Linked DNA regions of Mus musculus: all the other regions are linked to region 1. Evidence: chromatin contacts called from public HiChIP or PLAC-seq and promoter capture Hi-C data. All regions are on one chromosome and are shown on one strand. Each heading gives the region's core, a stretch centred on a gene start, on an enhancer-like site or on the middle of the called end of the contact. The rest is flanking DNA. Distances are from core to core; before and after follow the strand shown. Region 1 holds the start of Srf (serum response factor). Region 2 holds the start of B230354K17Rik (RIKEN cDNA B230354K17 gene). Region 3 holds the start of Usp49 (ubiquitin specific peptidase 49). Region 4 holds the start of Nfkbie (nuclear factor of kappa light polypeptide gene enhancer in B cells inhibitor, epsilon).

What was found. Promoter capture Hi-C pulls out the DNA fragments that hold promoters and counts their contacts. HiChIP or PLAC-seq counts read pairs in DNA pulled down with a chosen protein or histone mark.
Region 2: a contact with region 1 is called in a promoter capture Hi-C map of pre-B cells, with 3 times the contacts expected there. The contact joins the promoter of B230354K17Rik here to the promoter of Srf in region 1. A contact is called at or near these places in 2 of 39 promoter capture datasets (liver and pre-B cells) and 1 of 9 other capture datasets (liver).
Region 3: a contact with region 1 is called in an H3K27ac HiChIP or PLAC-seq map of thymic regulatory T cells, with 8 times the contacts expected there. The contact joins the promoter of Usp49 here to the promoter of Srf in region 1. A contact is called at or near these places in 1 of 39 promoter capture datasets (liver) and 2 of 115 datasets of contacts at active chromatin or transcription factors (pancreatic cancer cells and thymic regulatory T cells).
Region 4: an HNF4G HiChIP or PLAC-seq map of pancreatic cancer cells shows a contact between it and region 1. The contact joins the promoter of Nfkbie here to the promoter of Srf in region 1. A contact is called at or near these places in 1 of 39 promoter capture datasets (liver), 1 of 484 Hi-C or Micro-C datasets (CD4 T cells) and 2 of 115 datasets of contacts at active chromatin or transcription factors (pancreatic cancer cells and pro-B cells).

What each region holds. Positions count from the first base shown.
Region 1 is chr17:46,554,045-46,557,847 of GRCm38.p6, forward strand. It overlaps Srf (serum response factor), which reads right to left and starts at 2,118. Exons shown (of 7, transcript NM_020493.2): 1 at 1,284-2,118. The coding sequence starts at 1,784.
Region 2 is chr17:45,432,036-45,435,838 of GRCm38.p6, forward strand. It overlaps B230354K17Rik (RIKEN cDNA B230354K17 gene), which reads left to right and starts at 1,796. Exons shown (of 3, transcript NR_130961.1): 1 at 1,796-2,192. It overlaps Cdc5l (cell division cycle 5-like (S. pombe)), which reads right to left and starts at 1,672. Exons shown (of 16, transcript NM_152810.2): 1 at 1,356-1,672. The coding sequence starts at 1,400.
Region 3 is chr17:47,628,649-47,632,451 of GRCm38.p6, forward strand. Usp49 (ubiquitin specific peptidase 49) reads left to right here and starts at 2,042. Exons shown (of 7, transcript NM_198421.2): 1 at 2,042-2,267. The region is part of intron 3 of Gm20517 (predicted gene 20517); the gene reads left to right.
Region 4 is chr17:45,554,050-45,557,852 of GRCm38.p6, forward strand. It overlaps Nfkbie (nuclear factor of kappa light polypeptide gene enhancer in B cells inhibitor, epsilon), which reads left to right and starts at 1,651. Exons shown (of 6, transcript NM_008690.4): 1 at 1,651-2,265. The coding sequence starts at 1,892.

The sequences.
Region 1 (3,803 bases), core at 868-3,367:
AGAATATAACCTCAAGGTGGACATGCAAAGCCACAGTTAGCCATCCCCTAACTAACACTGTCTGGTGTCGATTCCTCCTTACTGTCATAGGGACAGTGAGGTCCCTACCACACTAGAACTCACATCACATTTGTGGTAACAGCCACCTAACTGCCAAACTGCACATGTTCCCTGCCAGAAAACTGCACAGGCTCTAACCTGTTGCCATAGCCTAACTTCTTTTGCCCTGTAATACTATAGAGTATACTATACTGCCCTTTTCTTTCGCCTTGGGACAGGAGGAGGAGGAAAGGTACTTTCTACCTTTCCCCAAAACCTTCTCCATGATGATCAAGGGTTACTGATAAGAGAGTACCCAAAACGATGAGAGCTACATCTGCAATAGATATTCTGCTATGAGAACCCAGCTAAAATACTGAATCCACCTTGGAAGCAGATGCATCGTCTACAAGATAACAACACTGGTTCCCACCCAGGTTGTAGGTGGTTTCCCAGTCCCTCTGCTTCCATCCCTTACAGTTTGTTCTAGACTCCAAGACGACTCCCATCCTTGCCACTTTTGATAGGATACCATCTGGCAAATGATACCTCTACAAATCTTCCTGACTTCCCCCCAACATTCCATACTCTGATTTGCTCTAGAGCTGGAAACCCTACCTGTACCAAAGGCCGGCGATTCTGCAGCCAGCCCCGAGGCAGCATGAGATTTCCACAGAAAGCAACGGAAGACACATGGGCAGGGCGGGACTTGGTCCCAGCTCGCTGTTCCTCAAGGCAGCAGCAGTTTCTCCCGCCTAGCTTCCTCACCTGGTTCCTAACCCTGCCTGTCCTTCAAAGCCCGTACAACTCGAGCGATGCCCACCTTTCCTCCCACTCAAGCTCTCTCGCTGCAGCTGTCATCCAACTCCTGCCTCCTCATCTCCAAACCTTCTGCTCCCTTTCCCACCGCCCTTCGCGCACACCAGGACACAGAGGATCTGCGGATCCCGGCGTCTGGTTATCCTGCACTCCTCCAGGACCCTCTGTCTCCCGCGCGCTGGTCACTCCCACCTCGGCGCCTTCGCCCAGGATTCCGGACGTTCGCAGCATCTCCCCTCTCCCCATATTTCCCCGGCGGCCCCTCCCCTTTCGCCAGGCCAGGGTACAACCATCCCCTCCCACACACCTCCTGCGGACTAGCCCGCCTCTCACCTCCGCCTCGGCTCTGTCTCGCTCCGGGGCTACCTTAGAGCGCACCCACCCTCCGGTTCCCCCCGGGGCGCGCCAACCTCCGGCTCCGGTACCTTCTTCATGATGCCCGTCTTCCTCTTGCTGAAGGTCGTGTAGCGCCGCAGCTTGTTGTCGATGAACTCCATCTTGATCTTCACGCGGCCCCGGGTCTTCTTCCCCGGCTTGGCCCCGCTCACCGCGCCGCTCACCGGCCCGTAGCCCCCGGCGGCCGCCGCCGCCGCCTCAGGCCCACCGACCACCACGCCGAGCTCCATCTCGCTCAGGCTCCGCTTGAGGCCGCGCCGCTCGGCGCCCAGCTCCTCCTCCTCGCCGGACTCGGAGTCGCCCTCGCTGCCGCTGTAGAGGGCCCCGGCGGTGGGCGCCGCTGCCGCTGCAGCCTCCCGCTCCAGACGACTCTGGCCGAGCCCCGCGCCGTTCCCGGGGACCCGGCCCCCGTTCGCCCCGCGAGTCCCGCCGCCGCCGCCCGGCCGCCCCGTCGGGGTCCGGTTCAGGTTGCCCCCCAGGGCCGAGCCCCGGCCCAGAGCCGCCGCGGCCCCAGCTTGGCTCGGTAACATGGCGCTCAGTGCAGGAGGGCTGACGGGCAAGTCAGCGAGGAATCGGGGCAGCTGCCGCCATCGGCTTCTCGGTTCCACCCGGCACTCGCGCTGTTACTAAAGCCGCTCTTGCTGCCGCGGCCGCCGCTGCGAGCCCGGGGCCCCTGCACGCCCGGGCCGACCTGGGCCCTCACTTTCCTGCCCCTATGGCCGGGGTTGCCCCAGGCCGCGCGCAGCGCCCCCTGTCCGTGTGCCGGGGAGGCGCGCCCTGCGGCCGTCAGCGTCCCCCGCGGGGCAGGGGCTGCTGGCCGCGGCCGAGACCGCGGGTGGAGGGGGCCGGGACCACGCGCTGGCTGCGGAGGTATCCCCCAACCCTTCCCCCCCCCATATAAAGAGATACAATGTTTCCTTTTATGGCGAGGCCGCTCCTTATATGGCGAGCCCCAGCGCCCCCGCCCCATTGGTCCGCGCTTCCGGCACCTAGGCTCCCCATTGGCCCGAAGGGGACACTTATTTGCATAGACATACCGAACTCGCTGCTGTCATCCCCGCGTCAGACCGCGATTCCGTGGGAGGGAGGAGCCAACTCCTTAAAGGAACAGTGGAGCCGAACCAGTTCCGCCCCCCTGGGTTGGAGAGTAGTGGAGTGTTGAAACTATCCTAGAGGAAGGAAGCCTGGGAGAGGACTGCAGGGCAGAAGAGGGAACCCCTGAATGGATGGGGTTTGAAACAAATAAAGAGGAAGACTTCCTAATTCCAGCGAAAGAGGGCAGGGATAGATTGGAGCGCTTCTCCCACCACTTCCTGAGTCTTTCGACTCCGCTAGCCCAGCGGCTCTGTCGCGCACTCTTGCCTTTCCCTCTCTTTTCAAAGGATCAACACTTTCCCACAAGTCTGGCTGCGAGGTCACATCGTTCATCATCCTCTACACTGGGGGTGGAGGGGTATCTTTGGCAGACACACATCTGGAGGAGGCACAGAGACATCCTCCCATCCATGATGGGGGCAGGGCGGAAAGTGAGAGATCAGTGAAGACTTCCAGCTGCCGGCTGTGCTAAAAGGGGGGTGGGGGGTGGTCTCGAGGCTAAAGCACAGGCCTGAAAGTACAGTGGGATAGAAAATTTAAGCAAGAGAGTGATCGACATTACAGGTCCACAGGAGTATTAAAAAATAAAAAGATAGAAAGGTTAAAACGTGGGTGTTACAAAGCCCAGGTTAAGGGTCTGAGAGTCTGAATCTTTGCTCCAAGCTAGAGAAAATATCTTGCACTTCTATGTTACTGAAACTATTTAAATCTGGCCGGACGGTGTGATATACACATTTAATTCTAGCTGTTCCTGAGGTTGAGACAGGAGGATTGCCTGGAGTTCAAAGCCAACCCGACCTACATAGTGAGTGCCAAGCCAGCCAGGACTATATAGCAAAACCAATCAAAAAGAAAAGTATACAAACATTGGGAGCTGAAGAGATGGCTCAGCAGTTAAGAGCACTGGCTGCTCTTCCAGAGGTCCTGGGTTCAATTCTCTGCAACCACATGGTGGCTCACAGCCATCTTTAACTCCAATTCCAGGTGATCTGACATCTTCACACAAACAAGTGACCTGGTCCATTCTCTGGTGTTGGTACCTGTACTGGCTGGTTTGCTGGTTTGGCATCAACTTGACACAGCTAGAGTCATCAGAGAGGAAGGAGCCTCTGTTGAGGAAATGCCTCCATGAGATCCAGCTGTGGGGCATTTCCTCAACTAGTGCTAAATGGGGGAGGGCCCAGCCCACTGTGGGTGGTGCCATCCTTGAGCTGGTAGTCCTGGGTTCTATAAGAAAGCAGGCTGAGCAAGCCATGAGCTTTCCAGTAAGCAGCACCCCTCCATGGCCTCTGCATCAGCTCCTGCCTCCAGGTTGCTGTCCTGTTTGTTTCTTATCCTGACTTCCTTCCGTGATGAACAGCAATGTGGAAATGTAAGCTGAATAAACCCTTTCCTCCCCAACTTGCTCTTGGGTCATGATGTTTCGTCCCAGCAGTAGACACCCTGAGACAGTG
Region 2 (3,803 bases), core at 546-3,045, 1.1 Mb before region 1:
CATCGACACACAGACACACACACACACTCTGCTGGGTTTTGGCCATTATAGAGGAATCCTGATGTTACTTGATTTTGTGACTCTGCTTCTTCCTCAGAAGCCAACTCTTCTAGTTTAAATTGTCTTAGTGCATGCAAGTCCCTTTTCAGTGCCTCCATTTGTAACTTTGGTAAAGTTTTTCAAAACTTCAACGCATCTTCAACCAAATACATACAACAGGTACCTATCCTACAAGATTCATTCCCAAACATCACCAAGAAACCTGCTTCATACTAGAATGCCAAAGCCTGGTCCTACTATACTGCTGTCTGATGAAGACAACAGCAACTCATTTTTTTTACTGAAAGCCTACTAATGTACCCAGCTGCGTTCACAATGTTCCAAACTGGCAACTCGTTTCAAGAGCTTAAATACAATTATTTATTTGTCTTATAAAAATGAGTAATCTGAGGCTCTCAGAAGTAACTCAGCCGGAGCCACACAAAAGTGCTTGTGAAAACAAAGCTGTAGTAAATGAAAAATAGGTGCCACCAAACCACTAAACAACTAACTCTCAACGGGACGACCAACGAATGGGCCAGGAGGACTCTAAGAAGTGTTCTCAGCTAAGTTTGGAGCATGTTCAGAAAGATGCCAAAGCAATAAGGAGCTATCTCAAGAACGCACAAGACAGACGGAAAGGTGCTCATACATTCGGCGCACTCGATTAAATGCACGTTAACTTAATTTCTATTTTACTTCCTTCCTTCTGCTGTTCCGCTCACCGTGACATAATCTACAACATTTCTGGACGCAAACACCACCGTAGGTAAGTTTGTCCTAACTGGCTTCTATCCCGGCAAGGGTGGCGTGACTGGAAAGGTAAGAGAAAGGACCCAGGTCCTAAGATAAGCAGAGAGGTGCAGACGTAAACGGGCAGCCTGTCCGGCTGTAAAGAAGTCACGGAAAAAACAAAGTTGCAGCCACAACGGCTTCTAACAGAGCGAAGCGCTGTGCACGAGCTGAGATCGAAAGGAGCTGGAGAAACACCAGGCTCCGGGGGAGGTCCGGTCGGCGGCCACCGGGCTGCAGAAGACACCGAGGGGGCGCGTCCCTAACTGATCAAATAAGTGATCAAGGGCCTAGCAAATGCCAAGCGAGGAGCGCCGGGCGACAAGTCGCGACCTCGCCCCCGGGGTGAGCCAGGTGACCCGAGCCCGCACCCATGCACCGCGAGGGTCCCCGGGGTCCGCGCAGTCGCCGCCCCGCACCGCAGACCCCCGCGGGACAGCCACGGCTCCCGGAGCTTCCCCGCGCGTGCGCACACGCTACCAGAGCCGGCGGAGGGCTGCGGACGGCGGGAAAAGCTGCCTCACCTCCGTGTTCCTCCACACTCCCCCTTTGATCATAATCCGGGGCATCTTAGCGGCAGAGTGTCCCGGCAAGGGAGCCGAGGAGAGCTTCGAGAAAGTAGTAACGGCGCTCCGGGCACGGGACGCAAAAGGCCACTTCCTCCCAAGAGCGACCTTCTGCTTTGAAGAGCTCTGCGCAGGCGCGGCGTGGGCAGCCCCGGGAAATCTCGCGAGATCTTAGCGGCCGAAGGCAAAAGACGCGGGCGGCCAGGCTGCAACCTTAAGACTGATGGAGACTAATCAAACCGCAGGTGCCAAGGCGCCCGACGTGTCGCGCGCAGGTCCGAGACTAGGGTGAAGGAAAACAAAACTCTCGCGAGATGCCAGAGTTGGAACTTGACCGGGAACGCAGTGAAGGGATTGGTCCTGACGTCACGCGGAGGGCAGTGCCGGGGGTGGGGAATAAATGTGAGGGGTGTGGCGTTCCTCAGCACGCTTGGTCCCCAGGGAGCGCTGTTTGTTTGTTTGTTTGCTTGTTTGTTTGTCTGTTTGTTTAACGGAGCGCTGCGCTGGGCATCCCGGCGACCGACGAGGACTTCGCTGAGTCCTCGGGGAGATGCAAACGAGTCCGTTCTCTTTCTAGGAGCTCCAACTCGCAGCGCCAAGCGCCGAGGATGCCGGACGGACTCAAGATCCTAACTCTAACCTGAGGGACTGAGCGACTGCTCGCCCCAAAGTGTTCGCTCTCCTTCCTGGAAGAGCCACAAGGGGTTCGAGGCGACGCCCTAGGGACCCTTGGGAAGCGTCACGTCAGCCGCTTTCCCTCATCCCTCGCTGTTGGGTGTCTGTGGAACAAACTCGGTGAGTTGCGGGAGTCTCGCCCCTGGAATCCGGGGTCGTCCTCTGAAGAGTGGAACAAACAACTTGTTCATCAAATCAGAGGGCGGCTGCGAGTCCACAAAGTCTCGGTGAAGTGGAAATTGTCAGACTCTCTGCCATCTCCTCTCTCTTTTCCCACGCAGATTTCTCCACTATTCCAGAGCAATTAATTACTTGGTGTCACCCCAGGTCCCTAGGGAAAGATTTTATTCCGTGCATAGCGGCTCTGGTTTGTTGTCACTGTTCATGCTTCCGTTTGCCCCTTCTAGAAGACATGACGGATTTTCCGATTCGATTTTTGTTACGATTTTTTTCCTTGAAATAGGAAATTGTATCAAAATATCACTGCTTTCAGTTGAGAGGGAGGTAGTGTAGTGTTATGAAGAACACTTGGGTTTAGTGACCTACAATCTCATTTCACTCCTGTCATCTGACAGGATGACAGGTTAACAAGCCATTTTCTGCCTCTGGTACTCTTTGCAATGCTCTCTTGTAAAGATGTGTAACCATTACCTCCTGCCAACATCACTTAGTTGTATGGTTTTTATCCCACACACCCAGGTCACACACCATTTGGTTGACCAGATCAAAGCAAATCTGAACACTCCTCTCTGGGGATCTTAACGCTAGGATCCAAAAGAGGTCAGTGTTTCTGCTAGCTGATAAGCCTCTAACCTACCAATTGTGTGGCACCTAACAATTGTATTTTGAACTACATGGTCCCTGGATCTAGAACATTCCCAAGTCGTAACTACTTCCATATCCCCCTTTTGGATTTAGTCATTGAAGTTAGCTTTCCATTATTTGTAATCGAGAGGCCTAATAAATCCACAGTTGAACCAGTCCTCTTTCACATAGGCTATTCCAAAGGATCATGACAGTGACTTCTTCCACTCAACATTCTGTCATCTTTATGCTAACTTTAAAAAAGGTATCTCTTCCTTAAAACATGTTAATGTCACCTGCTAGAAAATTGTTACAAAGGATTGGTATTTTGACAACAGAACATACTTCATCAACCTATTGAGATCTATCCTTGTCTGTGGTGTGGATTCAAGTCAGATGCTCCAATATTGCCCCTTTTATTATGTGAATTAGTCCTCCAAGTGCCATGTAGGCCCCTCTCTGCACAGCAGCCCTGGCAACTGTCTTTGAACATAGGTGGTGTGTCCTTAGGATGCAGTATCTGAGATTAGCGCCCCATATCCAGAAACAAAGAGATAGGTTCCACATCTTCCTCACTCAGCCAACATACATTTTCCCAAATGTCCCTCAGAAAGTCAGTTGCATGGGAAACTCTATAAATACATGTTTCATGATTACTTCACTTCAAACAAACAAAAAAAGACCCCACATTTCCCATCCTCTACTTTACCAAAATGAAAGCCAATAAGAACTTGTAAAATGAGGAAGTCTCTTTTTCCCTGTTGTGAGTTGAAATACATCTCCAAGTGGATACATTCCCATCCTAACTCTTGGTACCTATACATGTGAACTCATTTGGAAATATTGTGGAGTCTTCACAGATGTGATTGGGTTAAGATGAGACCATACTAGTGTGAACTCTCCAGCCAGCTATCTAAGGAAAGTGGT
Region 3 (3,803 bases), core at 792-3,291, 1.1 Mb after region 1:
ATTTACAGACATAAATCCTTGAACCACTGTAACATATAATACACGTTTATTTCTTATTGTTTTTCTTAAAACAAAAGTGTTTTCAGCCGCCTAAGGCTGTCTTGGGTGTTGTAACATATCTTATTTGGAGGGACCCTTCCCCGCAAGGTCTGGCAGGCCAGTGTACCCAGGAAGCTTGCCTACCTTGCAAAGGGAGTCTTTCTGTTTCAAAATGGACCTTATCCCTCTCGGAAGTCCCTGGGGCTACTGCCATCTAGGTCTGATTTATTTCCCAGTCCCCATTTGGGGAGCGATGAACCTTTTTCCGTCCCGTCGAAGAGGATTTCATAAGACAGCTGAATGCCGCCTGAGTCATCCGTGGTAAAAGTCCACACGTACGTGTGTGTGTGTGTGTGTCAGGGCGCCAAGAGTAACTGTGTGTATGTGTGTGTTCTCTGGCTGCTGCTACACCGTAAAGAAAACGCAAAAAAAAAAAAAAAATACCCGGAAGTGGGAAAGGCCTCTTTGGAGCAGCGAGACGTGCAGAAGGTAAGCCGCAGGGTATGCAAAATTCCTTTACCTTTACAGATCGTAGGGGTGGGGGTGGGGCGCTCGGAAAAGTGCCTGGCCCTTTAAGGAGGAGGGCCAGACAGTAGACTCTGTACCTTTAAGAGCCTCTTTGTCTAGAAACCTTCTTCCGTACCTCAACCAAACTTTGCCGGTGACTCGCGCCGCGCCGCGCCGCGTCTTAGCCTCTCACACCGGCCCGCCACAGCCGCTGACCCGAAACTTGGTGCCCACGGCACAAACCTGCGTAAAGGGCGCGGGGCCCCAGGTCGCGGCCGGGAAGGTGCGCCGTTGGCGCATTGCGGGACCTGGGGGCGGGGCTCTGACAGGCGGGCCAATGGGCGATAAGGGGCGTGGTCCGCCTGCTCGTCTTGCGCCCGGGTGACAGCTCGCGCGTGCTGATGATGGCGGTAAATAGAGAGGGGAGGGAGCTGGGAAGGGGGCGGAGGGCCGGCGGAGCGGCCGAGGGGGCGGCCCGGGGGGCGTGAGGGGCCGCAGTGGCTGGGAGTTCGCGCAGATATTCGGAGGCGGGGACACGCGGCCCGGGCATGCCGGCCCTCCCCTTTTAAAGGAAAGGGAAAAAAAAAAAAATCCCCTCACACACCCGGTGAGGGGCGACAAAGGCGGCGTGCGCCTAGCGGGCGGGAGGAGCGGCGGCAGGGGGCGGGACCGCGACGCCGGCGGGCCCCGGGCGCCCGGGGCGGGGACGGCGGGCGGCGACAGCGAAGGCGCGAGTCCCGGCGCGCGGACGCTGCGTTTTGGCGGGGTGGGCGACGTCTGGGTTGTGAGGTGAAAGGTTTGAAGGGAGAGAGGGGAAGGCAGGCTGGGGCGGGGACGGAAGGGTTTGCTGAGTAGGAGATGAAGAGGATTAGGAGAGAAAGGGTTAGAAGCCGGAGAGTGGAGTGAGAAAGAAACCCAGGCTGGCCCCGGGATGAGGTTAGGAAGCCCGGGGCTGGGAAGAGGGATCCGGGGTCAGGGCTAGGAGCAGGGGTCTGGAAGAGGCAAGGCTTGGCAGGTGGGAGGTGTTGGGCCAGGGCCAGAAGAGTTGCAAGTGGAAGACAAGGAAGGAGCAGAGCCGGGGTAGTAGTTGGGAGTGGAGGAGAGTGATTAAGAGCCAGACGTGACAAGGGTGTGAACTAGTGCAGAGCTGGGGATGAGCTGAAGGGCTGGGAGCCGCTGGGGTGGGATCGACAAGGTGTGGGTCAGTAGCTGGTGAGGGGTGTAAATTCTGTAAAGTGAGGGAGACAGGAGACCTGGATCACAACCAGGTGGAATCAAGAATCGGACGTTAGTGGAAGGGCTAACGGGAAGCGAGCTGAGAGCTGGGCGTTAATAGGACAGTTCTGGGAGAAAAAGAAACAACGCTGAAAGGACGCTAGAAGCGGGGTGGAAGGAATGATGGTGAGCTGGGAAACTGGAGAATTGCTTGTCGAGGAGGTTCAGCAAGGTAAAGATAGTGGAGTCAAAAGATTGGCCGAAAGGCAACCCGAGGAGATGGGCCCTGGGAATTAAAGGATGGAATGGGGAGTGGGGAAAGAGAAAGGAGATTAAGGCAAGCTAGGGAAGTCCTGGTGGGTATAGAACTGGGGTGGGCTGCACAGGAGTGGGAAACGAATGTTTTGCCCTGAAGTGCCCCAGAAGGTCTGGAAGGGGCAGGGCACAAACGCTGTAGTGAAGGATCTGAAGTAGAGAGCCTTTGGTGCAGAAGATAAGGAACCATGGTGAGTGAAAGGGGACCTAGAAACAGGGGGAAAAGACTGAGAAGTGGGGGACCAGATGGGGGTGCAGCATAGGAGTTCTTTGTTAAGAGAAATGTGTATTGAATTTGTGAGTCCTTTTGTCCCTAATAGTAGGAAATTCCAGAAACCTTTTTCTCTCTTCAAGGAGTCTTGGATCCAGTTTCCATCTTTCGCCTGAAAATCCACTTTCATGTCCACTTTGAAAAGATGAGACCCATTTTTACTTGATTTTGTTCTTGTGGGATAGAAAAATTGGCAGCCTTGGGTGCTGAAAACCTCTTGGTTTCACTAATGTTGTGCTAAAGGGTAAATGAATTGTGTTTATTTACAATGTGCCTGTGGGATGTGGTAGTTGGGGTGGGTGGAGGAGCTGTTTTAGAGCTAACGACGCTGGCCAGGGCCAGGGCATCTCATTGAAGAGTACACCGTTGGGGAGAGAAAGACATGGTTCATTTGGTTTTTATTAATCAGACAGATTTCTGCCTAATTGTTTTCAGCAACTGAAGAATATGGAGAGAGAGAGAGAGAGAGAGAGAGAGAGAGAGAGAGAGAGAGAGAGAGAGAAAGAGAAATAACTAACCAGGGAAGTTTACTGAGCAGGAGTCTGAAGTCACTGCTCTAAGGGCGTTGAGTTCGTATGCTGCTTGCAGCTTTGTGTGGAACATTTTTCATGGGGTAATTTCTCCCCAGATCTTCAGACAGTGATGGAGAAAGGTTGACTGCAGAGCTGAGGAGAGTTTTAGAGCTGTGAACTCATCTTTTAGATTGCATAATGGCTTTATGAGTACCTTTTATGAAAAAACTTCTGTAAGATAAGATTGCAGTCCCTCTGCCTGTTGTATTGTATGATTGTGAATAGGAAGGGCATATTAATATTCTTTAGAACCCTTTGATTTGTAAGGCACATTTTTAATGAAAATAATTACATTTATTTGTATGTATGTGGAGCAGTTATGGAAGTCAGAGGACAACTTGTGGAAGTTGGCTCTTTCTTCGCATCATTTATGTACCGAGGATTGAACTCAGATAGTCAGGCTTGGCAGCAAGCTCTTTTACCCAATAAGCCATCTCTCTGGCACTATAAGACCATTTTGGAAATTAAAGGGAAGATGAGAATTTGGGGACAAATTTAAACTTATTCTTTATTGGTAGTGTGCTTTAGTGATTTTTCATTCTGAAGTGATTATATTTAATTAAGACAATTAATGAGTATTTTCTTCATATTTAATAATGTGAAAAGTAAAGTATAATTTCTTTTGGGGGGACAGGGGTACAAACTATTCTTGAATTGTTTTTAAATTTTATGTGTATGGGTGCTTTGCCTGCATGTATGTCTGTATACCACAGGCATGCCTGGTGTCTGCAGAGGGGCACTGCAGAAGCTGGAGTCAGATTCCCCAGGAACTAGAGTGACAGACGTTTGTGAGCTGTGTGGGGGTGCTAGGAATGTAGTGTGTGTCTTCTGAGAAGAGCAGCCAAGGGCTCTTACCAACTGAGCCATCTCTCCAGTCTTGTTCT
Region 4 (3,803 bases), core at 401-2,900, 1.0 Mb before region 1:
AGTTATTTATTTTTTATTTTTATTTTATGTGTATAAGTGTCTTGCCTGCATCTGTTCATATCTAGTGTCTGTGGAGGTCAGAAAAGGGCATCATATTAGATCTCAGATGGTTGTTAGCCCACCTGTGGATGTTGGGAATTGAACCTGGGTCATTTTCAAGAGTGGCTCCATATGTTTGCAAACGAGTGAATGGATGAAGAAAATAAGGTTTTTTTGGGGGGGGAGGCAGAAGAGAATGGCTCATAATAGCTATCTCTGCTAGCTCCCCCATCCCCCAGTACCAAGGATGCAATGAAGCTGTTCCTATGGTTGGCAATGGTCTTCTAAGGGCATTGCTAGCCCCAAGAAAAGAGCAGCAAGATGCTCCATCTCAGGGATCGCCTGTGGGTGGTGTTCTCTCAAACCCTAGTCATGTTGAAGAAAAGCAAGAAGGGAGGGGAAAGACTTCAGGGCTAGGGTGGAAACTTCAGTAGTGTCAGGGGCCTCCCCACCCTGGCTCCACTGTGAGGAACTAAACTTCTTTGACTGCTGGGGGCAGCCATCTCCTGTACCTACCAAAGGCCAGTGCACACCCTGCAAGGAAGAAGAAACCCCATGACCACCAAGGCTTGTGAGATAAGTCCTCCCTAGAAAACCCACTTCCCCAGATCACATCCTCCTGCCAAGTCTATCATCAGGGGAGTTGACCCAGAACTGTCTATGAAGGTTTCCCAGGGAAAAGCTGCTCCCCTGAAGATAATAGATGCACTCTCTCTTACCAATCCCCCTGAGCACTGATTGAAAATAAGTGAAAAGGCAAGAGAAGTTGAGAAAAAAATAGGCAGAGGATAGCAAGCAGAGCCACCATCACCACCCCTTCCCCATCTGTGCTGGCTAGTCAGGCAACTTGATGGGAGCCAGCGTCATCTGAAAAGAGGGAACCTCGGTTAAAATGCCTCCATAAGATCCAGCTGTAAGCCTCTTTCTTAATTAGTGACTGATGGGGAAGGCCCACCCCATCCCATTGTGCATGATGCCATCCCTGGGCTGGTATTCCTGGGTTCTATAAGAAAGCAGGCTGAGCAAGCCATGGGGAGCAAGCCAGTGTGCAAGACGCTCCCCATGGCCTCTGCATCAGCTTCTCCCTCCAGGATCATGTCCTGTTTCAGTTTTGTCCTGACTTCCTTTGATAATGGATTATGATCTTGAAGTATAAGCCGAATAAAACCTTCTCTCCCCAATTTGCTTTTTGGTCAGGGTATTTCATTGCAGCAATAGAAACGCTAAGACACCCCACCACCACCACCAACCTACACAAACTCCCCACAAAGTAGCCGGTTTATGCAGAAAAGTTTTTTAAAAATACACTTTTTAAACAATTGAATGAATAAATGAATGAAGACACCACGGAACTAAAAAGAAGGAACAAACAAATGCACGGAATTAGTGAATGAAATAAAAGGGAAGGGGAAGAATGAGTGAATGAATGAATGGGCGAAACAATCCACGCAGGAGTGAGTCAAGACTGGTAACCAGAGACTCCCTGCCTACGCAAGCAGCAAACAGGGGGATTCCGGAGGGGCGGGGCTCTACCCGGAAGCTCCTTTGAGGGCGGGGCTGTGGGCGTGGCAGTGGCTGCGGGCCACTTCTTGGGTCCGGGGGCGGGGCGACAGAGAAGACCTAACTAGGGACCGTTCAGCTGCCCAAAGCACCCGCTGCGGTGGACCTGGCCGGCGCCCTGGACCTCTCGCTTTTCTCATCCGCTCCCCGCGCCTGCACAGGCAGGTAATGAAGCCGCTCGGAGAGTGACTCTGGTTCTGTTAGGCGGTCACACAAACCCGGAAAAGCTCGCTTTTGCACACCTCAGAGTTAGATCCCGCTGGACCCTGGACCCCGGGCTGGCGCGGCCGGCATGTCGGATGCGCGGAAGGGGCCGGACGAGGCGGATGATAGCCAGTGTGACTCTGGCATAGAGTCGCTGCGCTCTCTACGCTCCCTGCCTGAACCTACTGCGGCCCCAGGCTCCGGATCATCCCAAAGCGGCTGCCCACAGCCTTGGAGACATGCTCCGGAGACCCACAAGGAACCAGAGAAAGAAGATGCGGATGGAGAGCGAGCGGACTCCACTTATGCCTCCTCCTCTCTCACTGAATCCTTCCCCTTACTGGAGAGACCCGAAGCCAAGGATCCAAGCCCTCCCGCCCCAGGATCGCCGCTGCCCCCCGCGGGGGTGCTGAGCCCTCAGCAACTCGAGGCGCTCACATACATCTCTGAGGATGGAGACACGTGAGTAAACTGGCTAGGCTGAGATAAGATGTTCAGTTAGAGCCCCCCTCCGAGCTGCAACTGGCTGGGCTACCACCACCACTTCATCACCCGAGAGGATAGACCCTCACAGCACCTGCCCTGGAAGGGCCAGCCTCCTTCTCCAAACTCCAAACTTAACTTGCAACTTGCTTTTAAGCTGTAGCCAGGTTCAGACCAAAAACCAGACATCATCACCTCTTTTGGGAGTGGACAGGATAGCAGTGCCCTTGTAACCTAGAACACCAGCCACAGTCTTGAAAATCTACTAGTGACCCACTCCTGGGAAGAGGAATTCCCCCGCAACCAATTCAGTTTTTGTTTTTCTTGTTGGGGGAAGGAATGTCCCTGTTTGCTCAATATTTGGGATACCAATGCCTAACTTCAGAACACCCTAACCAGAGGGGGGAAAAAAGACTACACCAGGATTACAGGTTGTCATCTGAGCTCAGGAAGCCTGGATTAACGGTGCTACCTGGATGCCCATTTGAAAGTGGTTCCAAAAGAGGGACTAGACTGAGAATTTTTGCCCCCAACAAACAGGATAGGCAGCTGGCTGCCCCAGCTCACTTCCTCCTCTGCTGAGAAAAGGGAAGTAATGGCTTGGCCTCAGCCTCCCCAACAGTTACCTCCTGAGCTCCCCAAATTCTTCTTGCTGTCCCATCTCTTGATCTCCCTTTTCTCCCTTAGGTCCAGCTGGAATCAGGTGCAGCTGGACTGTGAGGCTATCAAGTGTGTAGGTGTCAAGTGCAGAAGAGGTGACTGGGCTTTGTGGGTGTTAGAGCAGGGGCAGCTGGAGTGCTAGCTAGATGAGAGAGACGCTGGGATGCAGGGGGTACCTGTCCTGACCTGCTTGTTGGAGATGTAGGGGTCTTGGTTGGGTACTAGCAAAGATAGTCTCCATCCTGTGAGCAGGAGAGAGGCCTTTTGTATTTCAGGCGCCAGTCACAACCCTTAGGCCAGGACCTCAGAGTTCTGGGAGCTCTGTGCACAGCTTCTCGGGCCACCGCGCCCTCCACGGTTAGCCCCTGTGCTGCATGCAGCCTTGACACACTCTGCTTAGAGACAGATCCAGTGTGTCTGGAGAAGCATCAGCCCCCTCCCCCCCAGCCCCCAGCAGACATCTTCCCTCCTTTGGAGGTGGCTGGACTGTGGGAAGTATGGAAGTGGGAAAAGGAAGTGGGCAGGAGGAGGGGAGACTGAGGGAGAGAGGGAGGTGGCTGCAGGAATGTGACCCAGAGAGCAGGCCCTGGCCGAGGGGATTTCCACAGTGGTTCCTCCCTCCCTCCGTCACTCTCTCCTGGCCTCCTCTACTGCCTGCCTACAGCAAAAGTTTGCCCCCCCCCTCCTGCCTAAGTATCCCCCTCCCTAGCCCAGACAGGCCTTTAGCCAAGTTGCCCCCAAGGCAGCTGTCCAGGTCTAGACCATTTAACCCTGGCTTTCATTTTCCCCACCTGATGTGGGGAAACCCCAAGACTGGAACTTCCCATCCCAACTGCCCTGTTGGCCCTAACTTACAA